Linked DNA regions of Sus scrofa: all the other regions are linked to region 1. The links are chromatin contacts, called in public HiChIP or PLAC-seq and promoter capture Hi-C maps. All regions are on one chromosome and are shown on one strand. The core of a region is the stretch at or near the end of the contact, and the rest is flanking DNA. Distances in the headings are between cores, read along the strand shown.

What was found. Promoter capture Hi-C pulls out the DNA fragments that hold promoters and counts their contacts. HiChIP or PLAC-seq counts read pairs in DNA pulled down with a chosen protein or histone mark.
Region 2: a contact with region 1 is called in a promoter capture Hi-C map of fetal liver, with 2.7 times the contacts expected there. The contact joins the promoter of ADAM10 here to the promoter of SLTM in region 1. A contact is called at or near these places in 2 of 5 promoter capture datasets (fetal liver and liver), 1 of 47 Hi-C or Micro-C datasets (heart right ventricle) and 2 of 2 datasets of contacts at active chromatin or transcription factors (alveolar macrophages and skeletal muscle).
Region 3: an H3K27ac HiChIP or PLAC-seq map of alveolar macrophages shows a contact between it and region 1. The contact joins the promoter of MINDY2 here to the promoter of SLTM in region 1. A contact is called at or near these places in 2 of 5 promoter capture datasets (fetal liver and liver), 7 of 47 Hi-C or Micro-C datasets (embryonic fibroblasts, fetal liver, heart right ventricle and 2 more) and 2 of 2 datasets of contacts at active chromatin or transcription factors (alveolar macrophages and skeletal muscle).

What each region holds. Positions count from the first base shown.
Region 1 is chr1:113,083,119-113,086,586 of Sscrofa11.1, reverse strand. It overlaps SLTM (SAFB-like transcription modulator), which reads right to left and starts at 1,492. Exons shown (of 21, transcript XM_021073623.1): 1 at 1,132-1,492; 2 at 75-162. The coding sequence starts at 1,293.
Region 2 is chr1:113,287,839-113,291,306 of Sscrofa11.1, reverse strand. It overlaps ADAM10 (ADAM metallopeptidase domain 10), which reads right to left and starts at 1,827. Exons shown (of 16, transcript NM_001130531.1): 1 at 1,773-1,827. The coding sequence starts at 1,827.
Region 3 is chr1:113,256,995-113,260,462 of Sscrofa11.1, reverse strand. MINDY2 (ubiquitin carboxyl-terminal hydrolase MINDY-2) reads left to right here and starts at 1,702. Exons shown (of 9, transcript XM_021094542.1): 1 at 1,702-2,766. The coding sequence starts at 1,897.

The sequences.
Region 1 (3,468 bases), core at 243-2,742:
GCAAGTGGCACAAGAGCAGAGGCAAGTTATATAACCAAAATATATTTTAAAATATGTTTATAACTCGTAACAACCTTTGCCTTTGGTTGGTTTCTTGTTTGGAGTATCAGTTGAAACAGTTAATTCAATATTATCTGGATCGCCTCCTTCCTCTTCAATAGCCTACATTAGAAAGAGAAGTTAATATGCTACACAATCTATCTAAACTTATTTTATAAAAACGAAATGAAAAAATAGCAAACCTCAAGCCTCAAGACGTCAGAATTGCCAGTCATTTCATAAAGCAACTTCAAAAAGGAGCAATTTAACTACACGAGAGACACTTTCAGGAGGAAATATCATTAGGTATCAAAATCACATGGAGCTTTATATTTTACCCAGTCGAAAAAATTAACTATCACATATTATCATACTGAACAAAAGTCTAAATATTCTCGATTGCAGAAAAGTTGCTAGCTACGAAAGCAAAGAACTAAAAAGAGCTTTCCTAATTTCTATAATACAAACTTATTTCTCCTCTACTACAGTTTCAACACTCACTCAAACCAGAAAGATTATCCGGGATGAAAAAGCAGATTATTGCGCTAATGCATAAACAGAAAACCCAGCGGAAAACAAATCCTTTCTCTTACCCACCCATCAACTCCCACTATCAATTCCCCTCCAATATGGGGAGGAAACGGTTGGGCACAATTAAACGGTAACTTCGCAGAAGTCACCAAAGTAACCAGTCCCTATGAGGCCAAGAAATGCACGCGCTCACCATCGCTAAAGGCTGGGGACCGAGTGCCTCCCGGATCTCCACGGTCGCCCTTGGGAGGCCGCGCCGGCCGGCTGCAGTCCTGCCAGCCTGGCGAGGACGTCCCTGGGGAAGCAAGGGTGCGCTCGGCTGCGGCGGCCGGTCCCGGGCTGCTCGCTGGCCCAGGGCAGGCCAGGCCCGGCGCACGGAGGCGGGGGCGGGGGCGCCGCGGGAGGGTCCTAGCTCTCCCCGCGCGCGCGGGCGCCGCCTGGGGCCTCCCCACCGTGCCACCCCTCGGGTCCCGGCGGCTGCGGGTGGCCGGGAGCTGCGGCGGAAGTGGGGGCTCCGAGGCGCGGCCTAAGCTCGCCTTCCCGGCCCTCGCCGGGCCTCACCTGCTTGAGTCGGGAGACGAGCACAGTCTTGACTCCGGTGATATCCAAGTTCCGCCGCTTCAGCTCGGACTTGAGATCGATGACCCGCAGATCGGTGATCTTTTTACCTTCTGCCTGACCGGAGGCAGCCGAGGCTGCCACAGCACCGGTGGCGGCAGCCATTTTAGAAGAGCAGCGCGCGGCCGAGGCAGCCAGTGGGCTGCAGGGCGGCGGCAGCAGCTCCAACTTCGACCCAGGCCTCGCCGGCAGCCGGCGCCGCGCAGCGCTGCGCACAATGAGCCGCTGGCCCCGCCCCCTATTCGCCACCCGGGCGCAACCTGCAGCAGCGATCAGCACCCGGATGACGGGCGCGCGTGCGCACTTGCGCAGGGGACGGCGCCCCGCGCGCGCCGCGGAGCCGGTCTTGCCACCTGGGCGGTGCGACTTCATGCGTGGGCTGGGGAGGTCGGGCGCGTCCAACCGCACCAACTTCCATACCTCCATGGTTCCGCGCTGCTTCGTTAGCCATGTTTTGGCAACGTCTCTAGTCTTGAGCAACAGCAGTGTGCTAGGCACTCTCGGCATACATAGTTCGCGCGTTACTCAACACAGAGTAAGAGGCGTGTGCGCTCCGTGAACCTCTTCAGGGAAATACTTTATCGGTTCTGCTGAATAATCAAAAAAAATGTGGCCTCTGTGCACGAACGAACTAGTTTCCCCAAGTTCCATTCAAAGGCCGGAAAGAAACCCTAGGGCGGTTAATATAAAGAGCATAAAGGGTTATAAGAATATAAAGGGCTTGCCTGTGTGATAAGCCGCCCAAGCTGTCTCGGGGAAAACGTGCCTCTGCCCAGGAAATCTTCGTTTATTCTAGGACTGCCCATCTCACTGGAAAAGCAGGACAACTTCCCTTCTGAACTGGCCAGTTTATCATCCTCTCCGGGGGGTCCGGATGTCTCAACACAAAATTGATTACTGAATAAGGAGTTTAGTTTATAGGTGCCTGTTACCGTTCTCATTTACTGTCCTCACTGTTTGATCCCCTCAAAATTTGGGACTCCAAGAACAATGACCACCTTATGCGGGACTGGCCTGTACAAGTGAGTAACTTTAGCCGGTATTATTAATCATCAAAGCATAAGCAATTATGGAATAAAATTATTCTATAAATGCCAAAAACAAAGTATGACACACACTTAATTCTTACTGGAAATTTCCTGGTTTTAAAATTGAAATAGATGAGTTTTATGTCGCTTTAGGTTGCCTTTTCTCATTAATTAATTAGAACAAAAAAAAAAAGAAAAACTGGGTATTGTAAAATAATACCTGACGTTTGGGTAGTTCTTTATAATGTACTTTGCCATACAATAACCCCCTCATCCTTCCAAACCCTGTGAAGTAAATCTCTGCAAGGCTTAGAGAGGTACAATGGCTTGTCCATGTTCACATAGCTGGCATGTGCTCAAATCCAGTCTCCTGATTCTAAATCCACCTCTGGGAGTTCCCGTCGTGGCGCAGTGGTTAACGAATCCGACTAGGAACCATGAGGTTACGGGTTCAATCCCTGGCCTTGCTCAGTGGGTTAACGATCCAGCGTTGCAGTGAGCTGTGGTGTAGGTTGCAGACGCGGCTCGGATCCCGCGTTGCTGTGGCTCTGGCGTAGGCCGGTGGCTGCAGCTCTGATTCGACCCCTAGCCTAGGAACCTCCATATGCCGCGGGAGTGGCCCAAGAAATAGCAAAAAGACAAATATATATATATATATCCACTTCTGTCTTTATTATAAGTTGATTCACAGTTATAAAATTTTAGAATTCAAAGGATCTTTAGAATCTTCTGACTTAATCCTCTCTCTCTCTCATAGATGAACACTAAGATTTTTACCTAGAAACTGCAACTAATTACTGGCCAAATTGGCACTGCACCTTAATTTGCACACTGGTGCCTTTTCCACTCAGCCACCCTACTTTGACCGTCTGTGGACACTTATAAAAAGGGATTACATTAACCAAAACCTAATGTTATATGTTAAATGAATGAAGTTCTGTTTTTAAAAAATCTAATAATGGATTTATCTTAAAATGGAGATCTGTACCTTATGATCTTATGCACTAGAGCATCCATTTTGAAGCCAAATTGCCAAGATGACTCTAAATCGTCATGAGAAAACAATCAGACAAATCTGAATGTGGAATATTGCACAAAATTACTGCTCTGGATTCTTCAGCAAAGCAGTGGAGATACCATTTGGTATCAATGAGGGATTTGTTCCAGGATCCCCTCAGATACCAAAATCTGCAGATGCTGAAGTCTCTTATATAAAATGTCCTGTTCTTTGCATACAACCTATGCACATCCT
Region 2 (3,468 bases), core at 578-3,077, 200 kb before region 1:
CTTAATACTAATTTTAAAATGAAAGATTTCTTAGTGTCTTTTTGAAAAAGTTCTGATTAAACATCAAAAAGTAGTCTTTTAACAAATGTTTAATGCAAAATATTTCATGACTCCAAGAGTTCTGAATTTATAAAATTATTAACAAAGGTCTTAGCCTACAAAGATTATGCCCTCAATTTGCTTTTTCTTCAACCATCAGAATACACCAGTTTCAATTCTTACCGTTTCACTCTTTAAAAACAAAAGATGTTTTATATACTACTACTCATCAGTAGTTTAAACTGCCTCACGTGGTTTGCCTGACTTTTTACTACCTCATGGAAATCCTAACAAAAACAGAAAAGTGGTTTGAAGCCATATCTAGAACATAACTACAAATGTAAAAGAAAAGGCCCTTGCAGAGGGTCTCCAGCATAGCTACTTCAAACTAAACATCTATTAGACGCTCCTAATCTAAATGTTTCTCTAGAAAATGAACTCTACAAACTACATTAGTCCATCTACAAAGTATCACCCTCAGACTAAGACAAAAGCAGGATAAGAACATACTTGGCTCTAACGTCTTAAGTCAAAGTCAAAGAAACAAAAACAATCCACTACATGAAACATTCCGCTATTTCCTAAATTATCAAATTAGTCTTTACTCATGCAAAGCATTCCAGAAAAATTTTCAATCCAATGCTTTTAAACATACTTTGAGGTCTTTATTATGCGCAAGTCAAAAAGTTAACCTAAAATAAAACACTTTACACAACAACAAAAATGATACAGTTGGTCCTGGGATACGCTGGAAATAAATACTGCCTTCAAAACCGAGTGATCAAGAAATTAGCGCTTTCAGCAATTTTAACTCTAATTTGGGGGGTGGAGAGTTGCAACTGTTTTGACAATCCCCTAACTACACAATATGTCTACTCCACCTGACAGTTTAAAAAAACTCTTCAAGTTGGGTCACCCAGGCACTGTCCCTGTAAAAGACCCAATCCAGCCTACAGATCAATGAACAGCCCGTAACTAACGACTTATCTTTCTCGCCACCAAACCCTTTCTCCAGGGCAACGGAATGTTTTCACAGAAGAGAAGCACACCCTCCTGCTATCTCTCTCCAAACAACGGAGCAGCGGCGGCGAACTATGGAGAGCGGTAACCTCCCAGGTCAGACAAGCAGCAGACCACTGCTACCCCTCCACTGGAGGCCCCTCTGCAGAACCGGGTCGGTGTGGATCGCCGCGCCGGGTAAACAACAATAAATATCGCAACTTCACACGAGCCTGCGCAGCGGTTCTCCGCAGCGGAGTGGACTCCGGAATTTGCCACCCGGCAGGGGCCGGGGGCGGACGGGTGAAGAGGGTGAGCGCCGGACAAGGCTGGCAAAGACCGCCGGCCCGGAGGCAGCTGCCCGCCCCGGCGTCTGGTGAGCAGGCTGGAGAGATAGTGCCACCGGCCTGAGCTCCACTGCTCTCGCCTGGCGACCCGACTTTGCTTCTCTGGCAGGCGACCCGAGCCTCCCCTGCTGCTGGGGCGGTAGGGGTGGGGAAGGCCTCGTCGGAGGCTAGGAGCCTCCTCGGCCCGCCAGAGAAGGGAAGGCGGCTGGGGCGCAGGGGACAATAGGGAGCGGGGAGCGCTGCGCGCCGGAGTGGCGCCGCCGGCCGGCGAGGCTGACTGACGCGCCCACCGCGCCGCGCGACCGGGCTCCGCTCGGCCCGGCCGCCGCTGCCGCCGCGCGGTACGCCGTGCTCACGGCGCCCCCGGCGCTTGGTATCGCGCCTTACCTCCCAGCCCCGCTGCCCAGGAGAGGAGCAGAATTAACACTCTCAGCAACACCATCTTCCGCTGCCGCTGCTGGCTGCTGCCGCCGTCTCCTCACGGGTTAACAGCAGCACATCGATCCGGAGGGAGAAGCTGAAGAGGCTTGGTCCAGAGCCTCCAAGAGAAGCCGGGACCTCCCCCGGCAGGAGAACGGCGAAGCACCTCCCTCTCGCCCCACTTCAGGGGCCGGCAAAGCTCCCAGCACCTCCAAAACAGGGACCTCCCTCCCCTTCGTTCGTTTCCTTCCTCCCTTCCCCGCTTTCCTTCCCTCGCTCCTTCCCTCTTCTCTACCTCCCTCCCCCGAGCCCGGGACCTCCGCCTCCTTCCTTGCCACGTGACCCACGGGCGCCCAACCGGCAGGCAGAGCCGCACCCCTTCAGCCCGCCCCTTCCCCTCCCCCAGGCACCCCAGGGACGCGCGCATGCGTGCCGGGGCCAGTTCCCGGGCTGCTAGGCCTGCCGCCGCTTCCTGTCCGCCGGCGGAGAGCTGGGATTGGGCTTGGGAGGCGGGGTTTCCTGGGGCCCCGCCCCCGCACCGGAGCGCAACTCTGCAGACCACAGAGGATTTTATTTTAGTGCTGCTGAGGGCTGTCCCTTGGGTTAAAAGTGAGCGTGAGGGATGTTGAGTGGCCGCTTTCCACTTACTAACTTCACAGGGAATGGAAATTTTGGTTACTTCTTTCTGCTTCTTAGGGTGCGCGACGTCTACCAAGTAAACAAAAGCAAAGTCCCAACAAGCGGTAATTATATTGGCGACAGCCACCAATGAGCAGAACCTAAATGTAACGATCTTCAAACAGCGGAAAACACAGAGCCTAAGCCATATTTCTCTAAACTCTTCACAAATTTGTGTCTCAGACCAGGCCTTAAGCATTCTAAAAGCCCGCAGCCTAAACCACGGGGGTACTGCCGCTCCAACCCCCCAACAAATATCCTCTTTTTCACTCGGTTCCATCTCGGAAGAGAACTCTCAAATTTCCTTCACTCCAGCTTCTTTTTCTTTTTCTTTTTTAAATTGATTGATTGATTGATTGATTGTCTTTTTTTTGCTATTTCTTGGGCCGCTCCTGCGGCATATGGAGATTCCCAGGCTAGGGGTCAAATCGGAGCTATAGCCACGGGCCTACACCAGAGCCACAGCAACGCGGGATCCGAGCCGCGTCTGCAACCTACACCGCAGCTCACGGCAACGCAGGATCATTAACCCATGGAGCAAGGGCAGGGACCGAACCCGCAACCTCATGGTTCCTCGTCGGATTCGTTAACCACTGCGCCACGATGGGAACTCCAGCTTCTTTTTCTTTTAATTTTTTTTTGCTAAAGTATAGTTGATTTACAATGTGCCAATTTCTGCTGTACAGCAAAGTGACTCAGTATACATATATATTTACATTCTTTTTATATTCTTTTCCATCATGGTCTCTGCCAGGAGATGGGATATAGTTACCTGTGCTATACAGTAGGACCTTGTTTATTCATTATAAATGTAATAATTTACATCTACTAACCCCAAGCTCCTAATCCATCCCTCACCCCAACTTCTTTGAAGCTTCTATTTGATTTCTCAGTAACTCACTTTGAGTCTTTAAACTTGTATTTCAGGAGTTCCCACTGTACCTCAGTGGGTTAAGAATGGGACATAGTATCTGTCATGATGTGT
Region 3 (3,468 bases), core at 453-2,952, 170 kb before region 1:
GTAAATAATTCATTCATTCAATTTATTCATGTAATACACCTTTACAATTTTCCTTTTTTATAATCAAGGCATCATGCTAAATTCTGAACTTCCTGAAATCTGTAATATTCCAGTTTGTACTTAACCTTAAATACTATAAAGTCTTAATCCAGGAATATATGTCTTATTCTGTTAACTTTTGTAATTCCTTTTAAGGAAAAAATTCTAATTTGGGGGGGAGGCAGGGTTCGTGGCACATGGAAGTTCTCCTGGCCAGGGATCAAACCTATGCCACAGCAGCAACCCAAGGCACTGCATCCTTAACACAATACACCACAGAACTCCTGGGTTTTATTTCATTTTTAAAAATTTGGACAAGAATACTTATTGCTTACAGATTGACCTGGAGACCAAAAAAAAAAAAAAAAAAAAACCCACAAAACTCCTAAATTCAATATTCTGAAGAAGCTTTCTATTATTTTTCAAAATTTCCCCTTTGACAGGAATTGGATAAATATTATATCATGTGGAAGGAGCTCCATCTTCTGCATTATCAGAAAACGGTAATTCCCAAATATTTAAAATGTCGTAATAAGACCACTAGGCAGTAAACCTCAAGAAGCTAGGAGCCCTTTCTCTTATTCATCATGGCATCCCCAGTGCCCAACAATGTATCCAGCAATGTATTGGGGAGGGAGACGTGTTAAATGAATGACTGAAACACTAAGTAATTTTGTCTAACCAAGAGATACAAGAAGACCACATTATATTAGGGATCAAGAATTTATATATCCGACTAAGAAGGAAGACCTGTCTTGTCAATTTTTGGATCCCCAGAACTTAGAAAATGTTGAAAGACAAAAAAAAAAAAAACCCAAAAAACAAAAACCCCAGACACACACACACAAAAACCTTTGTGGGAGCAGGTCAGAGTAGGATTCAAATCCCCTTTTATTTGTCACTAACAAAACCTGCAGCCTACTCTGTCTACCCTTTCTGAAAACTGAATGGCCTTTAGAGGAGTTGATTCTCAATAGCAAAATCACTTTTTCAGGAACAGGCACTTTCCCACTCCATGCAAAATGAGGCCAAGTTAACAAAACCGCAAGGACTTGGCTAATGCAAACACAAGCTAATTTATTATGATTGGCCCACATTACCCACTTTTTTTTTTTTTTTTTTCTCTGAGCAGGCCAATATCCACAACCGCACTGATGCCTCCTGTAGGGAGAACGTTTTCACCAGTAGCTGGTGAAGAGCACAGCATTTCTCAGCCAGAACCAAGGGAGACTGGAATTTGTGCAGTGTAGGCATCCAAACGCCTCAAGTGGATCCCGGCCTTTTAAAATCTGCATCTCGTAAGAAATTCCTTCAATTTTCCAAATTACACACTGAGGAAACAAATCTGCTGAGCCCTTCAGGGACGAGCTGTTTTCCAAGTTCTACAACCACTGCCATCCTTGATCCCAAGGCTGAACCACACACGACCCGGCTCCCAAGGGTCACACCCGAACAGTCCGCCTCCCCGCTCGCCTTTAAAGAAGCCGCGCGCGGTCTAGCTGCCCCGGAGTTCAACTTCCGGCCACAAAATGAGAGGATGTTTTTCCCCTGGCCACGCCCTCCACGCCCCGCCTTCCTAGTGCGAGCCCGGGAGCGCGCGCGCGAGGCGGGGCCGCGTGGGAGGCCGCGGCAAGGTACACCCTCACCCCGCGGCACGCGGGCACGCGCAGGCCTGTTCAGGGCAGGCAAACAGAGCGGCGCGCGCGTTCGCGCGCTCCCGGTGCCCTCCCCCGTGACGTGCTTGGCCGAGGCCGCGCAAGGGCGCTGTAGCTGCCAGTGCCGCTGTCATGGCGTCCGTGGCGCTGTCTGAGGAGAACCCACCGCGGTTTCTTTAGAGCAAGGGGCGGGCAGCTGGGTATGGAGAGCGGCCCCGAAAGCCTGCAGCCGGTAGAACATGGGGTGGCCACCGGGCCAGTGCCAGAGACAGGTTCTCCACAGGAAGGGCGACAGGACACCAGGCTTTCCGCTGGGGATGGTCCTGGAGTATGGGCGGCGGAGAGCAGCGGCGGGAATGGGCAGGGGGCGGCGGCCGCCGGGAGGAGCCTCTCGGACTCGGTTTCTCCCTCCGGCTCTCCTCCGGTCCTTGTACCCTGCAGCTCCCTCCCAAGTGTGGACTTGAAGGAGAGCGATTTGGAGAGTCGTGCTGCTCAGAAGGCGCCTCTGAGAGGGCAGCACAAGGTGACCGCCTCCCCAGAGATTGCCGAGGCCGGAGCCGGCCATGGGTTGGGTCCGGCCGGAGACGCGGGCGCCCGCCGGGATCCCGCAGGCACCTGCGGGGCAGGGTCGACGGCCGCGGGCTTCGAGGAGCCCAGCAGCGGCGGCGGCCTCAGCAGCAGTTGCAGCGACCCGAGTCCTCCTGGGGAATCGCCGAGCCTGGACTCCCTGGAATCGTTCTCTAACCTGCATTCTTTTCCCAGTAGCTCCGAGTTTAATAGTGAGGAAGGAGCTGAGAACAGGGTCCCCGAGGAGGAGGAGGGCGCGGCGGTGTTGCCGGGGGCTGTGCCTCTGTGCCGGGAGGAGGAGGAGGAGGAGGAGGAGGAGGAGGAGGAGGAGGAGGGGGAGGCGGCTCAGGTGCTGGCGGCCTCCAAGGAACGCTTCCCGGGACAGTCTGTCTATCACATCAAGTGGATCCAGTGGAAGGAGGAGAACACACCCATCATCACCCAGAATGAGAATGGCCCCTGCCCTTTGCTGGCCATCCTCAATGTTTTGCTTCTGGCCTGGAAGGTACATTCCGTAGCTTTCTATTTCCTGCAGCTTTTGGGGAGGGGGGAAAAACGGGGTAAGGGAGCTGCTGCATGTCAGCTGATGGCTTCTTCCTTTCTTTCCTCATTCACTAGTCAGTCCCCTTTTCTTCTTACATGAAACTCATTTCGAGACGCTCTCGGTGAAAGAATATTCTCATATGTATATCAGAAAGAATTGCACTTGCGGGCAACCTCGGGTCTCTTGTAGTGTTTAACAGTTAGAGCTCAGCATTCAGCGGTGGCTGATATACTTAGAAACTACCAGGACTTAGCGCATCCTAAACCCTTTGACCGTTTTTAAACTGTATTTTCCTGTTATTGCTTCTTACTGATTTTATCACGTGCAAAAAGAGTGAAGAATTGGGGGAAATCACCTTCAGAAATTACCACCAATCCATGATATTAGAACAAGTTTTGATGGTTACGTTTAGTCTGTTTTCCAACTCATGCTTGCTCCATTTGGGGTGGATATTTAAGGAAATGGTGATAGAGAAGATGTAGCCCCTTAGACAAATTCCATTTAAGGAAAAGCCATGGTCTGAGACCTAATTACCATAACTTCTTGGTTTTCAAAGATTCTTTTTATTTTATGCCTGATTTTTACTTGCCTCATTTCTTTGACTACATAGTTTGGCATTATTTCCAATAACTACACATCAGAATGTGTTAAGGGAGCTACAAT